Linked DNA regions of Mus musculus: region 1 is linked to region 2. Evidence: chromatin contacts called from public ChIA-PET data. All regions are on one chromosome and are shown on one strand. The core of a region is the stretch at or near the end of the contact, and the rest is flanking DNA. Distances in the headings are between cores, read along the strand shown. Region 1 has its middle 7.5 kb from the start of Gm52814. Region 2 holds the start of Mrfap1 (Morf4 family associated protein 1).

Region 1 (3,441 bases), core at 332-2,831, 240 kb after region 2:
ATCAGTGGGGTCTGGGCTTTGTGGTGGTAATGTGCTTGTGTATTCCAGGTCACAGGGACGTGCTGGCTCAGCCTTCTGGCCTGTAGCCTCTCCCTCGCAGTGTTTTGAGTCCAGAGGTTTTGGTACTTAACTCGGGGATGGACAGAGTGGGATGTGCCATGGGAGGGGTGTCCTGTTTCCCCGCAGAGCTGAGGCATAAAAGTCAGGTGGGTAGCGACAGATTAGAGGGCTCCTTCCATGTCCCTTTTAATAGTGTTTTGGAGGCTGGCACTGTACCTGTGCACTCCAGCATGGGACACTGTTTAATGATGTCAACAATCTGCATCTTCCATTGAGGCAGTCCACCTCCTTCCCTGTTCTACATGACTTCTTAAAACAATAACAACAACAACAAAAATAACCGATGTAAATTTACAGACCATAAAGCTAACTAACCATTGCAATGGTTCTGGGTCCTCCATGCCCAGCCCTGTGCTGGGAGCATCCAACCAGGAGTCCAGTTTAGTGGCTCCTCATCTCCCCAGCAAGAGCATGGGAGTACCCCGAAGCTGGGGAGAGGACTTGAGGAGTGGGGGAGCGGCCAAGGGAGGCCTGCTGGCACAGTGCAGGGAACCCTAGCTGCCTCTCTGCCAGTTTCTGGAACATGCCGGACTCTTGCTGTGACGAGCATTTCTGTTTGCTGTTTGCTCTCTGGAAGGCTGTCTTCTGCCCTGGCCCTGGATGACTGTTTGGCTTCCTTCCCATCTTAAAGTGCTGTCGCAGGTCAGAACTCCACTTTCCCCTCATCCTTGCTTCAGTTTCCTTCTGAGAGTCATCGTGAGCTGATATGACTTTGTTTCCCTCTTTCACGTCCACTCTCCACCCTGAAGAGCATCATGCATGCGGAGACTCATTTCCCAAGTTTTCAGCCATCCAGGTGGTGTTCACGTGCACCACTCATCACTGCTGCGTGGAGGTGGGGTGACTTAGTTTTCCCCATGCTGCCTTGCTCACTCTGAGCACAAGGCTTCATTTTTTTCTGGGTTCTGCATCCTCTGTAAGATCTGGAGGGTGTCCTTATTTTTCCCCGGTCTGCTGTTGCTAAGGCATGAAAGGCTAGCCCAGTATAAGGTTTGTGATACCCCTGCTGGAGGTGCTTAGACTGAGTGAGCGTCCTCAGGCTTGGAAACTCAGGTACCTGTGTCAGATGACCAGGAGACCTCCGGAGCTGAGCTGCTGTTGCAGCAGTGTGGCTCCTGAGCTCTGAGACATGACTCCAGCAGGCAAGGGGTCAGACTTACTAATGTGAATAAGCCCAGGGGTGAGTGGAGCCATGGGCATGTGGGGAGAGGGTCCTGCTGGGGAGGTGTTGAGTACTGTTAATATTACTAGTTGCTGTTTCAATTTTATGATGTAATCACTAGAATATTTAAAGTGACAGACTGATGGGGTAGGCTCGGGGCTAACTAGCCCCGCCTCCCCGACCCCTGCCCAAGGCCTGGGCTTGCTCTAGCACTGCACAACTGAAGTGACAGTATCCATGTTGGGCCCTGCTGCTGTAGGCTGAAGCTCCCTGAGGCTAAGTGTTGGTAGTACAAGGTATTTACACCCACCAGTTTCCCCACCCCAACTCTGTCTTCTGTTGCCTGTGTGACCTTGGGCCAGGGAGGATTGTGGCTCTTTGGTTTCCTGTTCTGTGAACCAGAAGCTCAGCCTGATGACAAACAGTGACAGGGAACCATTGTCCTCAGCAGGGTTTCTTGTATCTTGGGCCCCCAGGTCTTAGAGAACCTGGAGCTGCCTTTGTTGGGGAGGGGAGAGACCCACAGGGCACACAGTTTGAATAAAAATACAAACCTAGTATTGACACCAGCCCAAATGGCTTTTTGAAGGCTGGAGGCAGGGAATACTGATGGTCCCATCCACAAGGTTTTCTGCTCATAGCTTTGTGCTGTGGGGTGGGAGTGGGAGGGCTCACAGTTGCTTATCACTAACTTGTAGCCTAGGTAGTCACTCTGATATGTCTGGAGAGTGCTGGACACTCCTAGTGTCACTTCTACTAAGGGTATTAGTTTCTCAAGTCGGCTACAATATTTTACCCTAGAAACTTAAGATGTTTTCCAGTACTTCCCTACATGGCTGTGGCCCCTGCTATCTCCAGCAGGGGTGCCTAATCTACCACTTTCTGCCAGGCCAGTTAGGACACTGTGTGTTGAATGATCCCTTGCTGGCTTCTTCCGTGGAGCTCTGGTGCCTGAAAGTGTCTGGCAGGTATCAAGGTGGAAGTGGGTTGGGCTCACACATAAATTGAAATGACTTTGGCTATGTGATCGAGGGTCGTGTGTGTGTGTGTGTGTGTGTGTGTGTGTGTGTGTGTGTGTGTGTGTGAGTCCTGTGAGTTTCAGGTGCTTCCTGAGACTTCTAAGTTTTATTTACTTCCTAGGGAATTAAAAATATCTTTATTTTGTATGTATGAGTGTTTTTCCTGCAGGTGTACATGTGTTATGCATGTCTGGTGCTCAGGGAGGTCAGAAGAGGGCATCAGATCCCTTGGAACTGGAGTTATGATTGACTATAAGCCACAAGATGTGTAGATTTGGAGAAATGAACTTAGATTCCCTGCAAGGGCAACAAGTACTCTCAGTTACTGAGCCTTCTCTACAGCCTCCAACTTCTTGAGTCCTTTAAGTCCTCTCTTTCCATGAGTGATCAGACACCATGACCAAGGCAACTCTTAGAAGGACAACATTTAATTGGGGCTGGCTTACAGGTTCAGAAGTTCAGTCCGTTATCACCAAGGCAGGAACATGGCAGCATCCAGTCAGGCATGATACAGGAGGAGCTGAGAGTTCTACATCTTCATCTGAAGGCTGCTAGCAGAATACTCACCTCCAGGAAGCTAGGGCAAGGGTCTTAAATCCATGTACACAGTGACACACCTACTCCAATAAGGCCACACCTCCAAATAGTGCCACTCCCTGGGCCAATCATATTCAAACTATGACAATAAGGGAATATTTCCTAGTTGTTACAGACACATTATATGAATGGAGGCAATGGGCTGTCCCTGGAGCATCCTCTGGACAGGGAACGGACTTGCTTTGTTGGCTGCACTGTCTAGCCACTGTTCCTGACCAAGCAGGCTTTCTCTGTTTGCCCATTCCTGCCCAGCCAATGCCATGCCTTCATTTGGAGCTCATCTTCATTACCAGGCTTTCCTTCTGAGATTCTTCTCCCACAGCATCATGTGCCCCCTCCCCAGACCTCCCTCAGCCTGTTTCTGTAGTTTTGCTCAAGACTAACACTAGATGCTCCAAGACACAAACTAGCCCTGTTGCTGTAGGGTATCGGGAAATGGGAGTCCTCCAGCAGAGGACAGGGAAGCAGGCAGAATCAACCATTTCATAGTATAAGTTGTCATTTTGAGAGTTCACAAGCCCCAGGCCACTGGGTTGCAGCTAT
Region 2 (3,442 bases), core at 222-2,721:
AATTTTGCACAAAATACATCTCTCCTCCTTTGGTCTCACACAGAAATTAAAGTCCCCCAATAGAAACAATACTATCCTCCGACCCTTCTCCCAGGTCATCAGTCCTAGCCATGTAAGGCCCATCCACTGTCCCGGATGAAGTCTGGTCTCTTCTGCCATTGCTGCATGGAGTCTTCGAGAATTAACACAGCTCCTTCAGAACTTTCAGAGGCGGTGAGCTTCAACTCTGAGTCTCAAGTGTCACAGAGATTCAAAGTTCAGGGAGCTATCAGGTCACCCAAGAAAGAGCAAAGCACCTCAAAATTTAGGAACAACAACCAAAGGCCAGGAATGAACGTTATTCAACTGCCACAGGGCTTACAATCTAGGCCCTAATTCCCGTATGTGAGCGCATTTTCCAAATCAAAGTTATTTCCCCCAAACAAACAAAAAAAAGGAACCACCGAATAATCAAAAACTCATATCGAGGTCGTCAACCGCAGACCATAGCAGAAACGTAGTGTCAGTGAGAAACAGAGGGAAGACAGAGGGGAAAAGAAAAAAAAATAAGAAGGAGATAAAAAAAAAAAAAAAGGAAAACAAAAGGCTCTCTGGTTTCAGCTTCTCCAGGGTGTCATGTCAGCCAATCGCCATCACTCAACCAGAATCCATTGGCTGGAAACCTAAGGCACGGGCGGGAGAGATTCATCACCGAGAGGTTAATCACGCTGTCCGGACAGCAAAGCAAATACCCGGCCCCCTTCTGGACGCTGTCTCACTTAGGGCCCCATGCTCTCCAGCACCATCTGGAAACTTCCACGGTCTCCCCGCCGACGATTTGCTATTACTCCTTCCCCAGGGGGGGCCTAGTTTACTCCCGAGGCGACAAGCCAGCCTCCTCCCCCACCGTCGCCCACGCCCCGCCAGGCTCCCGCCCTTACCGCGGCCGGCTCCTCACGAAGACTCGCTCTTCTCTATCCGCCGCACGAGCTGCACCAGCATCTCGGCCATCTTCGCCATCTCCTGCGCCTTCTCGTCGGCCTTCTCCGCCCGGGGGCCGCGGGGCTCGGCGCCGCCGGCACCCTGCAGGTGGTTGAGGGCGCTCTCCTCGGAGGCCTCGACCTGCGTCTTGATCTGGATCAGCATATTGTCCATCTCCCACAGCTTGCCCCGGTTGCGCGCCGGCGCGCGCCCGCGCTCGCGCGTCAGCGACGCGATGTCCTCGCGCATCTCGTGGATGACGGGCAGCAGAAACTGCTCGAAGTCCTCCTCGGGCTCCAGCACCTCCACCTCCTCGGGCTCCGCCAGCTCCACCGCGTCCAGGGGCCGCATCGCCGCTGCTCTGCTCGTCTGCACGACCCTCACGGACGGAGCTCGGGCCGAGTCCTCAAAACTTCCGCCGCCGGTCCAACTTTCCGCCTCGGAGAAGCCACGGAGACGAGTGACTGCCGAGCGGGCGAGCGACGAACAAAATGGAGTCTCAACCGTCAACCAGCGCTCGGCGCTTTGCGACCCCTTTCACGACACCTCCGCGCCCCCTCTTTACGGCCGCGCTGAAAGGGGCGGGCGCGCTCGCGTCCACGAAGGGGCGGGGCGAGCGCCTCTGCGGCCGCGCGCTGACATTAGGTCGGCCTCCCTTTCGCAGCTTTTGCAGCTGCTCTGGGTGATGCGAAGTTCGTCCCTTCCTGTATCTTATTCCGATTTTATTTATTTACTTTTTGAAACAGGACCTCACGCTGTAGCCAAGGCTGGCCTGGAACTCAATTATTTGGCTTAAACTGATCTTGAACTCTAGGCAGTCCTCTTGCCGTAGCTTCCCGTGTCGCAGGTGTGAGCCACCGCACCCGACAAGTTTACTTTTAAAAAAGAAAAAGAGCCCGCCTTTAATTCCAGCACCTGGGAGGTAGAGGCGGCAGGCAGACCGATCCTTGAGTTTGAGGTCATCCTGGTGTACATAGTGAGTTCAGTACATAGACCCTGTTTCAAAACAAATCAAAACCACCAAACAAACAACAACAACAACAACAAAAACAGTTTTTCGAAACTGGGGAAAGAGGAATCTTGGAAAGCCATGTGTGGACAGTCATCCTGCTCATAGCTCCGCCCCTTTGGTTAGTTTAAGTGAATTATCATATCTTGATTGACGGAGTGGCTGGGTGTGTTTTTACCTGACAGAGCTCCTGGCTTCCTAAGGTGAAACTATTGTCTGATGCTTTCTGAGGCCCCAGGTCACATTCAGTTGGTGATCACTTGCTGTGGAAAGGACAGAAGTTGGCTCAGACGACTACATTTGCGTAACTGTTACTCAACCAACACTGAACTTTAAGGGGAGATGCCGAATTCTTAGTCTACGATCAGACAGTACTTTCTCAGGAATCTAAACTATGTATCTCACTGGTTTTCTAACCACAAGTCGTGAAACCATTTTGCAAAAACCAACCATAGGCATATATAAAGTGCATATCTTTAATTGGACTCTACACTCAGTGGCTTTTGTTTAAAAATAATCCAGGGTAAGAACATGAATAAGCAAATGGTTCAGAGGACAATGGGATACTGTTGCACACTGCATCAGGATACTTAGACTGCAGAACCCTGACATGGGGAAAGGCTGGTATACATTGATCCCAGGAAATTCTCTTCTTTCTCTCCCTCTCGCTACTACTCTCCCTTCCCCTCCCTCACCCTCTCACTCTGCCCCTCCCTCCCGTCTTAATTGGTGGGAATGTGATCTCTATGGCTAAGACAGCTTCTACTGTACAACCCAGCAAATTAGTTGAACCCATGAATCCACCCAAAACCCTGCACATGGATTGTACCCATTAGTGATTCCCTCTGAGTTACCAATAATGTATCAGTGTCACATTAAGGAAAGAAACAGAAGCAATTCTTCTTGGAGTTGTTTAACTAAGAGTGAGTCCAGATCCGAACTGTGTGTTTCAGGCTCCCTGTGTTGTCTGTCCTCTGTCTGTCTGTTGTGTGACTCTGAATCTGTGCCTGCCTAAAGGCTCTCTTGGGAATCTGTTTATCTCTGACTCTGTCTGTCCTTCTGTGAGGGGTGTGTCTGTCCTTAACAAAGGGCTTTGCTTCATCTTTACTGAGTGACTTTGAAAGCATCAGCATCGAATGGGGAAGGAATGGGGCACTTTGTAGAAATCTTTAACAAAGGATTAAGTCACTGATGCCAACTAATCCCGACTGACCCAGATCACAAACTTATCATTATTTTTCAACAGATAATCATCGGTTGCTTTCAAACTTTATAGTAGATTTTAGGAAGTTGCTTCCAATTTTTGTATTTGCTGTTTTGTCTGGGTCAGCGGCATGGAAGAGTACATAATGTAATAGCTAAGTATTAGCTTAGGTTGTAAAAGTGGATTACATGGGAAATTCAAGGCAAGTAAGGCTGGTTGTTACATTGTTCCCTTAAAGGGGAGTTATACCAACAGTTTGAGTACACAGT

What was found. ChIA-PET counts read pairs in DNA pulled down with a chosen protein or histone mark.
Region 1: an RNA polymerase II ChIA-PET map of memory CD8 T cells shows a contact between it and region 2, with 6 read pairs. The contact joins the enhancer-like site here to the promoter of Mrfap1 in region 2. A contact is called at or near these places in 2 of 39 promoter capture datasets (embryonic stem cells and neural stem cells), 1 of 484 Hi-C or Micro-C datasets (embryonic stem cells), 2 of 115 datasets of contacts at active chromatin or transcription factors (memory CD8 T cells and pancreatic cancer cells) and 2 of 9 other capture datasets (adipose tissue and liver).

What each region holds. Positions count from the first base shown.
Region 1 is chr5:37,035,455-37,038,895 of GRCm38.p6, forward strand. It overlaps a transcript of Jakmip1 not described here. Among named protein-coding and RNA genes, the nearest start is that of Gm52814, 7.5 kb to the left of the region's middle. Within about 2 kb of position 1,582, at least 22 of the 459 cell types and tissues checked have an H3K27ac peak or open chromatin away from gene starts, as enhancers often do. A contact at or near this core is called in memory CD8 T cells, where this site is marked.
Region 2 is chr5:36,795,283-36,798,724 of GRCm38.p6, forward strand. Mrfap1 (Morf4 family associated protein 1) reads right to left here and starts at 1,472. Exons shown (of 2, transcript NM_026242.3): 1 at 921-1,472; 2 at 1-662. The coding sequence starts at 1,311. The coding sequence ends at 934.